Linked DNA regions of Mus musculus: region 1 is linked to region 2. The links are chromatin contacts, called in public Hi-C maps. All regions are on one chromosome and are shown on one strand. Each heading gives the region's core, a stretch centred on a gene start, on an enhancer-like site or on the middle of the called end of the contact. The rest is flanking DNA. Distances are from core to core; before and after follow the strand shown. Region 1 has its middle 20 kb from the start of Gm34992. Region 2 holds the start of Ackr3 (atypical chemokine receptor 3).

Evidence for each region. A called contact is a pair of places that touch in the nucleus more often than the background predicts.
Region 1: a contact with region 2 is called in a Hi-C map of muscle stem cells, with 4 times the contacts expected there. The contact joins the enhancer-like site here to the promoter of Ackr3 in region 2. A contact is called at or near these places in 7 of 39 promoter capture datasets (the 3T3-L1 cell line, cranial neural crest, fetal liver and 3 more), 1 of 15 datasets of contacts at CTCF or cohesin (the NIH/3T3 cell line), 2 of 484 Hi-C or Micro-C datasets (embryonic fibroblasts and muscle stem cells), 11 of 115 datasets of contacts at active chromatin or transcription factors (craniofacial prominence, differentiating embryonic stem cells, embryonic forebrain and 8 more) and 1 of 9 other capture datasets (adipose tissue).

The regions. Positions count from the first base shown.
Region 1 is chr1:90,315,329-90,320,347 of GRCm38.p6, forward strand. No RefSeq gene overlaps it. Among named protein-coding and RNA genes, the nearest start is that of Gm34992, 20 kb to the right of the region's middle. Within about 2 kb of position 3,248, at least 7 of the 459 cell types and tissues checked have an H3K27ac peak or open chromatin away from gene starts, as enhancers often do. A contact at or near this core is called in adipose tissue, fibro-adipogenic progenitors and muscle stem cells, where this site is marked.
Region 2 is chr1:90,202,557-90,207,884 of GRCm38.p6, forward strand. Ackr3 (atypical chemokine receptor 3) reads left to right here and starts at 1,424. Exons shown (of 2, transcript NM_007722.4): 1 at 1,424-1,531.

The DNA.
Region 1 (5,019 bases), core at 1,998-4,497, 110 kb after region 2:
CCAAAAAGAGCTCTGGCCTCTAGTGTTTTCATGCAAGAAAAACACGTGCTTTCAGAGATGTGACTGACAGCTATAGGACCACAAGGAAGAGGCCTGGCCTACCCCAGTCTGGAACAGAGGTCGAGGGAGATGTGAAAACTGGGTAGAGGCATAGGTAGACAGACACCCTGGGTGAAGGCATGGGTAGATGGACCACCTCAGTAGCACTGAATCTGAGGTTCAAGGAGAAGAGCCCAGAAGAGCCTGAGAGTCAGGTCTTCTTCTGGACAGATTCCAGGACAAAAGAGAAAAACGTCTTGAGGTGTCTAAACAAAGAAGATATATTTGTGATGAGGTTCCAGGTCTGTCTCCAGGACCCCAGGGCAGGATACAGCCTAATGCTGTAGAAGAGGGAGTCAGGAGTAGGAAGCCTCTCCAAGATGACTGTCTCTCTGTCTCTCCATGCCTTTCCTCCTTCCCTTCATCTATAGGATTCTAGAAGTCTCTCAGTTTGTATAATCTGTTCTGAGCCTCCTTAGCACCAGCCCAAGGTATCAGTCCAGCATAGGCTAGAGAGCTGCTGTGCAGACTAAGAAGAGCTCCTTGCCTCTGTATCCAGGAGGAAAGCTTTCAGCCATCAATATTAAATAGAAGATGGGGTGATTTTTTTTCTCAGATTCCAAACAAGATTCCAAAAAAGCTCTTCAATGGAGATCTTTTGTGTTGGCTGGTTGGAGCTGACCAGAACTCGATCATCTCCACTGTAGAAACAGGACAGAGTCACCGCTGAGTTCTTTTAGGGACATGGAGAGGCCCCAGCAATAGATGGAGGGTACAGAGGAGGGGTAATCTTCCTCTCAGCAAGTGTTGAAGCTGGGATTGTGGGAGTAGGCACTGGAGCACAGTCCTATTACACTTGTGACCATAGTCCCAAGTGGAGGGTGGGGCGGTGGCACCCAGAGCTGCTGACCAAGGTCATCATCAGTACAGCTCTGGTGAGGTCCCCATGGGTGCATCTTAACATGATGGACAACATCATTGTGGGGAGTTAGCATATGGGGAGACAAAAAATTAGAGAGAATCCGCTTTCAGGCTCACTTTTAAAGACAGCTACTTTCCTTGGGAATTCACATACTTCGAAAGACCCACATCCATCCCTTCTAAGGCTGAGTGATTCTCTTATGACCCAGTCTCCTTCCACTACGCCCAAGTAGCCCAGTGCCTGGCTGAGACCTCTGCTTTGCAGTGGTATCTGCTGCTGTTTCTGGAAGCTGATGATGTGCGGTATTATCTATCTCAAAGCTCTAAGGTCTGGGGAAGGTTCTAGGTTTTATTCACGGTCTTAGTTAGGGTTTCTATTGCTGTGAAGAGACAACATGATCATAGCAACTCTTATAAAGGAAACCATTTAATTGGGGCTGGCTTACAGGTTTATTCTATTATTGTCATGTTGGGAAGCATGGTGCCATGCAGGTAGACATGGTGCTGGAGAGGTAGCTGAGAGTTCTTTATCTGGCTAACTAGTCATCGGACAGGGAGGATAAAGCACTGGGCCTGGCTTGAGCATCTGAGACCTCAAAGCCATCCCCACCCCCAGTGATACACTTCCTTCAGCAAGGCCACACTTCTAATAGAACCACTCCCTATGGTCCTGTGGGGGCCATATCATTCAAACCACCACGCCCTCTTAGTAAAGGCATCCCCTAAATGAAATATCATGTGCCCTATGAATCTGTCAGAAGGATGAATGGATGGCAGGCTGGTGAAGAGGAGGAAAGAAAGGAAGGAAGAAGAAAAAGTGAAGAGACATAGACACGTGATTGAGGAACTTACGACCTGAGTGCTGGGTTGGATTGGAGGCTTTCTGCTTTAATCTGGTTGTCTTTATGTTTACTCCAAATGCAGAGCTTTCTATGACTTTTCTCAGCCCAATCTTTTATTTGTTGAGTAAATACTAGCTGAGCTGCAGATTCACTGCTCTCATGAGCTACGGGAATAACCGTGGAGACAGCCAGGCTCAGGCCTCGTGTTGCTCCAGCTTTCTGCATATGGTCAACTCAGGATGGACGTGGTCCTCGGGGCCCCTGAGGTCACCAGCAAAGACTCACTTTGGAAGACTGACCCAAGGTAACATAGGATAACAAGCTTCAGTATTGTTTTGTCATTGTGCTAGTTTTTAAGAAAGTTTAAGATATCATTGATCTCTGTAGCTTAATGTTAAATATATTCTTCCTGTGCGTTTGTGTGTTTCATCTATCAACTATCATCTATCTATCTATCTATCTATCTATCTATCTATCTATCTATCTATCTATCTATCCATCCATCTATCCAACTATCTATTTATCTATCATCCATCTATCCATCTAATCTGTATCTGACTACATTGCTAATTCACACACTATGTGTGTACATGTGTGTATAGGTCTAGATCTAGATATCAGAATCAATATACATACATATTGATAAGTCTATATATGTAAGTCTGGTTCCTTTATACTATTCATAAAAGACCCATGCCTTTGTAACCATTCTATAGATGTGGAATGCTGTATTTAAATGTATAAAGTGCAATTAAAATGTGATAGACATACACATACACACACAGGCAGAGCTGGCACGTCTCCAAGTGTGCATAAAGGGACTTATTAATTAATCAGTGTTGATGGTTTGAGATCTCTCCACTTGGGTGTCACTAGCTCACGTTCAAGTTTCTGAGCACAGGGGCTGTGGTCTGGGCATGTGTGCAGTTGGCATCTGCCCTGTCAAGTTGGGTCTTATCCTGAGCTGTAGAAAGGCCCCCACAGCCTGGCAGTGTTCTGCCGTGACTCCCTGTGATGTATGGATGTGCCATGGCTCGTCACATTGATAACTCTGTATAATTAATTTGATGCCATCTGATGTGGCAGCAGGTTCGATATTTAAGACATAAAAGTTGTCCATGCCCCACGGAGCACATCTGTTCAATGGCATAATTCAAATTAATTTCCACCAATTTCGGGCTGAGCTCTTGGAGCCGATCTCTGATCTGCCTGGTGTCCTCAGGACACACTCCGTAAAATGGTTCAAGACATTGTTCTTAGATTCCTATTTTTAAATTGCTTTTATAAGTACAGAAATAATGCAAAGGTCTTACTGGGACTTTCTAGATCCCCCAAGCCTGCAAAATGCAAGGCCAATCCCAGCTGCCCTTGCTGATTAGACCCCACTGAGCACACGCAGAGACCAGCCTGCAGCTTCAGTATTTGTCCCAGGGGCACTCCCTGCCCTCTCAGCCATCAGCCTCCCTGTGAGGTTTAGTCACCGTGTTCCTTTTTCATCTCCAGTTAGGGTCGGTTACTCATTGCTTTTTCGGAACTCAGTGTTATTTTCCGGAGTACCGGCTGTTTTTGTTTGGGGGACAGAATGAAGCTCCTTTTGGCTGCACTGGGTTTCTTCTTACTTAATGTTGGCCAGAACACCACGGAAGTGCTTTCTGTGTCCTTGGCGTGGCCTGTCAGCAGGTTCACGGGCCTCAGAGGTTTCATTGCCACTGAGCTTAGTTTTGGATAAGACTGTGTCTGGAAGGGTTCTCCACATTTGGAGACCTCTATGGGTAGCCCAGGTTGGACCTGAGCCTTGTGATGCTTGCCTGCCTCAGACTCCTGAGTACTGGGATTGAGTACTGGTTTCTACTGAGTACTTTGTACTGAGTACTGGTTTGTTGCCACACCTAGCTCCCTTTCAATTGGCTAATCATCCTTGGGGAGATGGTTTGAGACTGTTCCACTGTCAATTTCTCCTTATCCTTTGGCCCACTAAGGCCAGTATCTGTCAGCTCTGCTGACCTGCCACAGGGATCATCACTGTATTGAAACAGGCAGCTCTTCCATTTCTAACTGCTGCTCCTATGTCTGTCAACTGAGACCAGATGGAAAGGAAGATTCCAAGGATTTATCCAAGGATTTCTTTGTGTAACTGTGAACCAGTGGATGTTGTTGGTTAAAAGTGATACCACCTTACTGGTCTCACCTTTGCTCCTAGGGGCAAGATAAGTTCCGGTGGGTGTTTCCTGGACACAAGCCTGTGGCTAGTGCCAATGGAACTCATTAGTTCTTGGCCCAAGCATGTGATTGCAATTCCAGGACTTATAAAGGGAAGTTATGGTTCTGAGATGGTGGGGAGTGTATCTGGAGGCACCTGCTGTCACCATCTGAGCGACAGAGCCAAGAAAAACTGATTCCATCAGATACCCAGTGCCTGTTCATCTCACCATACCTACTGGCTCAAGAGTCAGTTTGTCAGTTATGCATGTCTAGGAGGGAGACATGAAAGACACAAAGCAGACCCATCCCAGCCAGTGCAGGACAAAGACGGAGATGCTGTGTCAGTATCACCAGGAAACTGGAAGTAGAGATACAGAACTGATATCACCACGACACCTGTCCTCACAGTGCCATGAACAGTCACATAAGCACTGGGACTTTGGAGAGTGTGTCCTGCTTCCCTCAGGCTGCCTGGCTCATGGCTGTGCATATGTGCGTTAAGGCTTCAGACATTGCCCTCACCAAGGAGGGAACGTGAGCCTGCTTGTCAGTGGTTTAGTCTGATTGCTCTGATCTGGGATTTGCTTCAAATCGTGGGGCAAGTTTTTGGTGGCCACAAGTCAGGCCATCTACCTATAGATGCTTGGGGAAAATTATGGCATCTGAGTGTAAAGTCAGGACCTCACAGAAGGGCAGGATATGAGCCAGATGCGTGCTGCATCCATGAGAGGGCCCAAGGACCATAGGTATAGGATGGGAGTCTGAAGTTGTACCCTGAGATATATATATAGTGGGCAGCAGGAGAGAGACAAACATTCCCCCACTTGTTTACTGAAAGAATAGTGTGAGTCCTGGTTCTGAGTCTTGGTAAGGAAGATAGGTCAGCTCCCTCTGACCCCTGGGAGCTCATGTGTTAGGGTGGGCCAGCAACTATTAAACAGAGACGGGGTTTCAGTGAATAAGTCATGTTAAAAAGACATAGGAGGGGCTCAGTGAGGACTGAGGAAAGCCATCC
Region 2 (5,328 bases), core at 174-2,673:
GACCCTCCCTGTTGACTCAGACCTCCCTCCCCTTGGGGCCACAGACCAGTCTTTGTGGCTGTAGGACCGCCCACCTCTAGCTAGACCCAGATCCACCCTTGAGACCACAGACCACATCTCCGGGCCACAGACTCCGCCCACAGGCCTCAGGGCCTCTCCCTTGCATTGAGGTCACAGACTCCCCAGGAGGCCGTATGACCCCCCACCAGATCTCACACTACTCCTTGCAGACACACACCCCTCCCACAGCCCGGAAAGCAGGTGTGCTCCTCAGGAGCTCACTGAGCAGGATCTGCCCCGCCAGGAGTAAAGTGCAAGGCTGTTTAAACAAACCACTTCTTTTGTTAAGGTTTTTCCCTAGACCGAAGCTCTCTAGCCTACGTGAGACTCTGATCCCCAAGTTCTCGGGTTCCTGTGTTCAGCAGTCACTCTCCGGAGACTTAGAAAATAGACTCGGCAAGTGTTGGTGAAGGCAGATTTTGCGTACAGCCCGCGCCTCAACTGTGGGTGCTGTAACTGCCTTTCAGAGGCCCAGGGGGGCATGAGAGCAGAGTGACCACCAGCCCTTTGGAGGGTGGGGGGCACTTGGGGAGGCGTTACAGTGGCGCGGCTTTAAAAGTAAAGATTGGGTCATTTTGTGCTTGAGTTTTACTAAATGGGGAATTGCAAGAGACACATTTAAAAAACAAAACAGGGAATCTTAGCAATGTGCATCGCGATTAGAATGTAGATTTTGATAAAGATGAGGACTGCGATAAAAGTTGGCTAAGCTCACAATGACGACTCTACCTCACCTGCGACAAGGCCTTTTCAGTGACTGGCACTGCTCGACTCCGTGGAACACGGTCTTAATAGGGCCTTAAGGACTTTGTGTAAGAGTTCCAGCAGAATCTGGATCCAACCTAAAGGCACTTTCCCTCACTTCTGGGTGATGGCGGTACAGGGTCGATTAATCGTCCCCTTTCCAAAATGTGACTTCTGTCCAGGAGGCATCGACAAAGAAAGAGCAAGCTTGACAAACCAACATCGAAGTTCAGAAGTTCAGAGTAATTTGTCTTGGGAACAAAGTCTTCCCTGAAGCTACAGGCATTCAAAGGAACTCCCGGTGCTCATGGGATTATTAAAAGCTATACCTGAGACTGGATCAATATTCTATCATTTTGGAACGTCCTAGGACTTCTTTTGGTTTTTCTTCTGCTGACATTTCCCCCAATAGGATCTAGCCTTTGCAAAGGGAGGGATCTGAGGGCTCCCAAGAATGTGTTTGTGCAGGAAACAACAACCTAGAGAGGGTTACAGGAGGGCGTGTGCGCCTGTACAAGCCTGCATGCCTGCGCGCTGTGGTGGGAGAGGAGGGGCGGGAGGAGAGCCGAGGGTTGCAAAACTGCCACCTAGAGGCACTTTCCCGCAGTGTATATAAAAGGCAAGTCCGGAGCCCTGAGAGATCTCAGTTGCTACAAACTGCTCAGCACTGAAGGAGCCTGCAGCGCTCACCGTCAGGAAGGCAAACCACAGCCCAGGAAGCCCTGAGGTAAGTAAGAAAGCCTTGCTTCTGCGACAGCTTTGCCGAGCAACTACGGCAAGGGGCAGGACTCCTGTTCTTACGAGAACTGGGCTTTTTCTGAGAACTCTTGGATCCCTGAGCTGGGGGCTTTAGAGCCTGCAGGTCCGGATTGGAAAGCTCAAAGCACGCTGCATGCCTGCATTGCAAGCTACTGCTCCTGATTTGGGGGATCTGAGTTCAGTCATTTGTGGAGGGAAACCTCTGTGTATGTTTGTTTGCTACTGGACTCTGATTTGTTTCTGTGAGTACTTAAGTTCCAGGAAGCAGGGAAACTTTGCAGAGAATGTGGGATGCCCCATTGAGGTTGCCCAAAGCCAGCTTAGGGGTGAGCTTGGCATCACTGTTTGCCCACTCCTACTTCTGGTTATCAGATTGGCTGTAAAAACCACAAGCGCACTTCCAGAAAGGCATGTGATATGCCCAGAGGCATCCTTCAGCGGACCAGACAACTGGGCTGAGCATTCTGAGTCTAGGATGAGTTTAAACTCCGTGCTCTGGGGGGTGGGGATGGATTAATTCACAGCTCCTGAATTCTGGAAGTTGTAAATTGAATGTTAGCTCCTCTTCATCTTATCTCTTCATGGCACCCCTGCTAATCTAATTTTGAGTATTTATTGTTCTCCTAGAAAGTGTTGTCCAACTTCAATTGGGACAAAAAAAAAAAAAAGCAGACACTAAGAAATCTAGTATTTGAATTTAAATCTACTCTCCAAGTGAACTGTGAGTGTTGCTGACTTTTGTTAGGGTGCATAAAGGTTCACTGGGTGGCTGGGAGTGAGGGAGACTCTGAGGTCAGGGGATCCTGGTCAGCCAAGACTCCTGGCTGCTAGCTACTAGGAAAATGAGGCACTGTGAAAGGCAGACTGGCTGTCTCTTCCCCTTTCTCTCTCTGTCTCTCCATTCATTTGCTCACAAACAGATTAATTAATTGTTTCGATGTGAGGTAGGATCAAGCATCTTTTTAAAGGTGTCTTGGGTTAGTGGCATCCCTGAGACCCCAGTCTGTGCTGTGGCCAGTATGGAAACTTTGTTTTTCTTTGAAGGAGCAGATGCTGGCTTTGTGGTCTTTATTTAGTTCAGGAGAATGTGGAGCTCAATGGATAGGACCAGAAAGGAGGGATGGGGGTGGTTCTGTTTTTTTGTGCCTGGCTCGTTGCAGATTGTAAATGGATAAAGCCCCCAAGTCCCCGTCTTTCTCCCATCTGAATAGAAGCCTGCCCCAAATGAAATGAAAACCCTGTTTCGATCGGGAGCTGTGCACAGGCTCCAGCTTGGAAACATTTTGCTCTAATTTCCCCCAGTCTGAGCGGTGAACACTTTGTGCTGCTCTCTGCTGAGCTCAGCTGCTGCCTCCAGGAGGCAGCAGGGGCTGGAAGGATCTGTCTGGGAGCAGAGGTGTAAAAGCTGGGGAAGTCCGACTGCTTGCTAGCTGCCTGTTGGGTTCCTCCAGTTTGTTTTTAAAGGGGCATGCACAGTGCAATCACACACATATATTTTAAAGTTCCAGAAAGCTACACGGCTGCATGCTTGTGCTTAACTGAGTCAGGGCTTTGGAGGGGAGTTTATCCAGTATTATTAGCAAACCCTTAGGGAGCTAAGAAAGTATTATGATTTCTAATCAGACCCAGAGCTGGCCAAGGGTAGGCTTTCTAAATGGGATAAAAAAAATGGAAGAAGAAGAAGAAAGAAAGACCATGAAACACCCTGGTTAGTCAGAACAGTGGCTTTTTGTGTGAGGATTTGAGGCAGAGTGCTCTAATTTTCAAATCTACACAGGGAAGTTGGTTGCAGTTACTCAGAGCTGAGTCTGAAGGGCCACTCCTTTATAAACTTTTAGAGTCACGGAGGAGGGGGAAAGGGCCCCAACAACTTTAGAACTTTTACTTTTCTGAGATCTTGTAGCAAACAGAATGGAATTTGGGCCCCCAAAGGCATTTGTACTTTTCAGCTAAGCAACCAGGGATTCTTAAGGACAATCAGGTATTAAAATGTTTCTTGTCGCCTGTTAGGCTGGGTGCATGCCTGTGATTCCAGAACTCCAGAGGCTGAGGCAGGAAGATTGCTATGAGTTTGAGACCAGCTTGGGTTATGTTGCCTACACATTATGTCTCAGAATAAAATAAACAATAAACAAACATAAAGTCTGGTAATTGAAATCTATGTGCTTAGATAAAATTGATAGACAAGTAGTAATGACTGTTTTCAAACTCCCCAGGCACTGGGGCACCTCTCTGCTGTTACAATGGAAGCAAACAGCCTAAAGAAAGAAGCAAGTGGGACCAGGTGTCGGGCAAGGATATTTTCTGCAGGGATTAGCCTTCTGATGCCTTCCTTGTTAAAAATCCACTCACTTAGAATTGTTTGAAGAGAGATGGTTAGCCTACACTCCCTCAAACTTCACTTTAAAAAAAAAAATTGTTTCTTATAAACACATCCCAGAGACTGTAGAATTTTATGGTGACAATTTTGCAGAGAACAAGGAGGTTGGCTGTGGGCAGTGTTTTGTTCTCCCAGCCCACGGCTGGGAGATATGGAGACTGTCTCAGGTGGCCTTGAGCCACTCCAGGTGGAGCCCTGGGCAGCTTGGGAAAGCTGCGTTTGAAGGCTGTGTCTGCTAAATAGCTGGCGTCTTTTTCTGTCATCTCTGCCAGCCTGAAGGTTGGTATATAAGAAGAGCCTAAGCTTTCTTAGTGTGGCTTGGGAACCTGAACCTCCTATTGTCTTGCCCAGGTCCTAAACTGGTGGGAATGCAGACTCTGGCTCTATCCTGCCAGCTGGCAGCCTTTGTATGTACAGGAACATCTAGATCTCTCTGCTAGATGCAGCTCTGCTCCCTTGGGCTGAGCACAATGGCTCTGATCCGGTTTCTGGATGGGACATTCATTCTATCTGTGAGTGCTCCCATGGTAGTAGAAGGCTGTCTCATGTGTTGGTGGGAAATTCAGCCAAGAACCCTGGGGATAGGTGGCCTGTATCAGAATCAGGGTGTGGATTTTTCTCTCCGTATTTATTATTTCTTTGAGTTCCTGAATAATTCAAAGCAGTTCCTTACTTACATGAACTGAGGTCACTCAGGGCCACAATGAATGTGTGGTCAGGACAGCATTGTTTCTCATTGGCTCAGTACTGGGGGATAGACAAGAGTCCCTTTCTGCACTCAAGACTAGGATTTGCCTGGGTGGGTGTCACGCTGGTTGGGTGTGTGTTTCAAGTAGACTTAAGTAGGGGGGTCGATTAATGGGCAACATTGCAGCCGTCATCTCTCTGATGGACAGTGGCCTCACGGTTCTGCAAAGGTGACAGTCAGACTCTCCTGCTTCAGTGAAAGGCTCTCTGTAGACTGTCCCAGCCAAATGAAAACACTGTGCCTGTAACACAGGACCCAAGTGGAAGCTGTTGAGCACAGCTCCTACTGGCTGGAGCATGGACAAGCTACAGCCCGTTAGTTACTAATGTGTGCATCCCTCGTGGCTTATCAGCTGCCCTGAACTGTTTTCAAAGGTGTAGATAGGGAAGACAGGCTGGATAAATACCTACCTCCAGACTTGAGTCCACAGAGAATTTCTCCAGGAAGTTCTCTGTGGGACACAGGCCACACTTTGCAGAAAAGTAAACTTTTCTGGAAAAAAAAAAAAAAAAAGAGTAAACTGTAAAGGAAGTTTTCTTGTTTCCTAGTAGGTTCTAAGTCCCTGGGGCTGGGATCACATTGTCTTATGTGGCTTCTGTCCAGGCAGCAAGCCTATTTATAGGGCATCTGGGTCAGG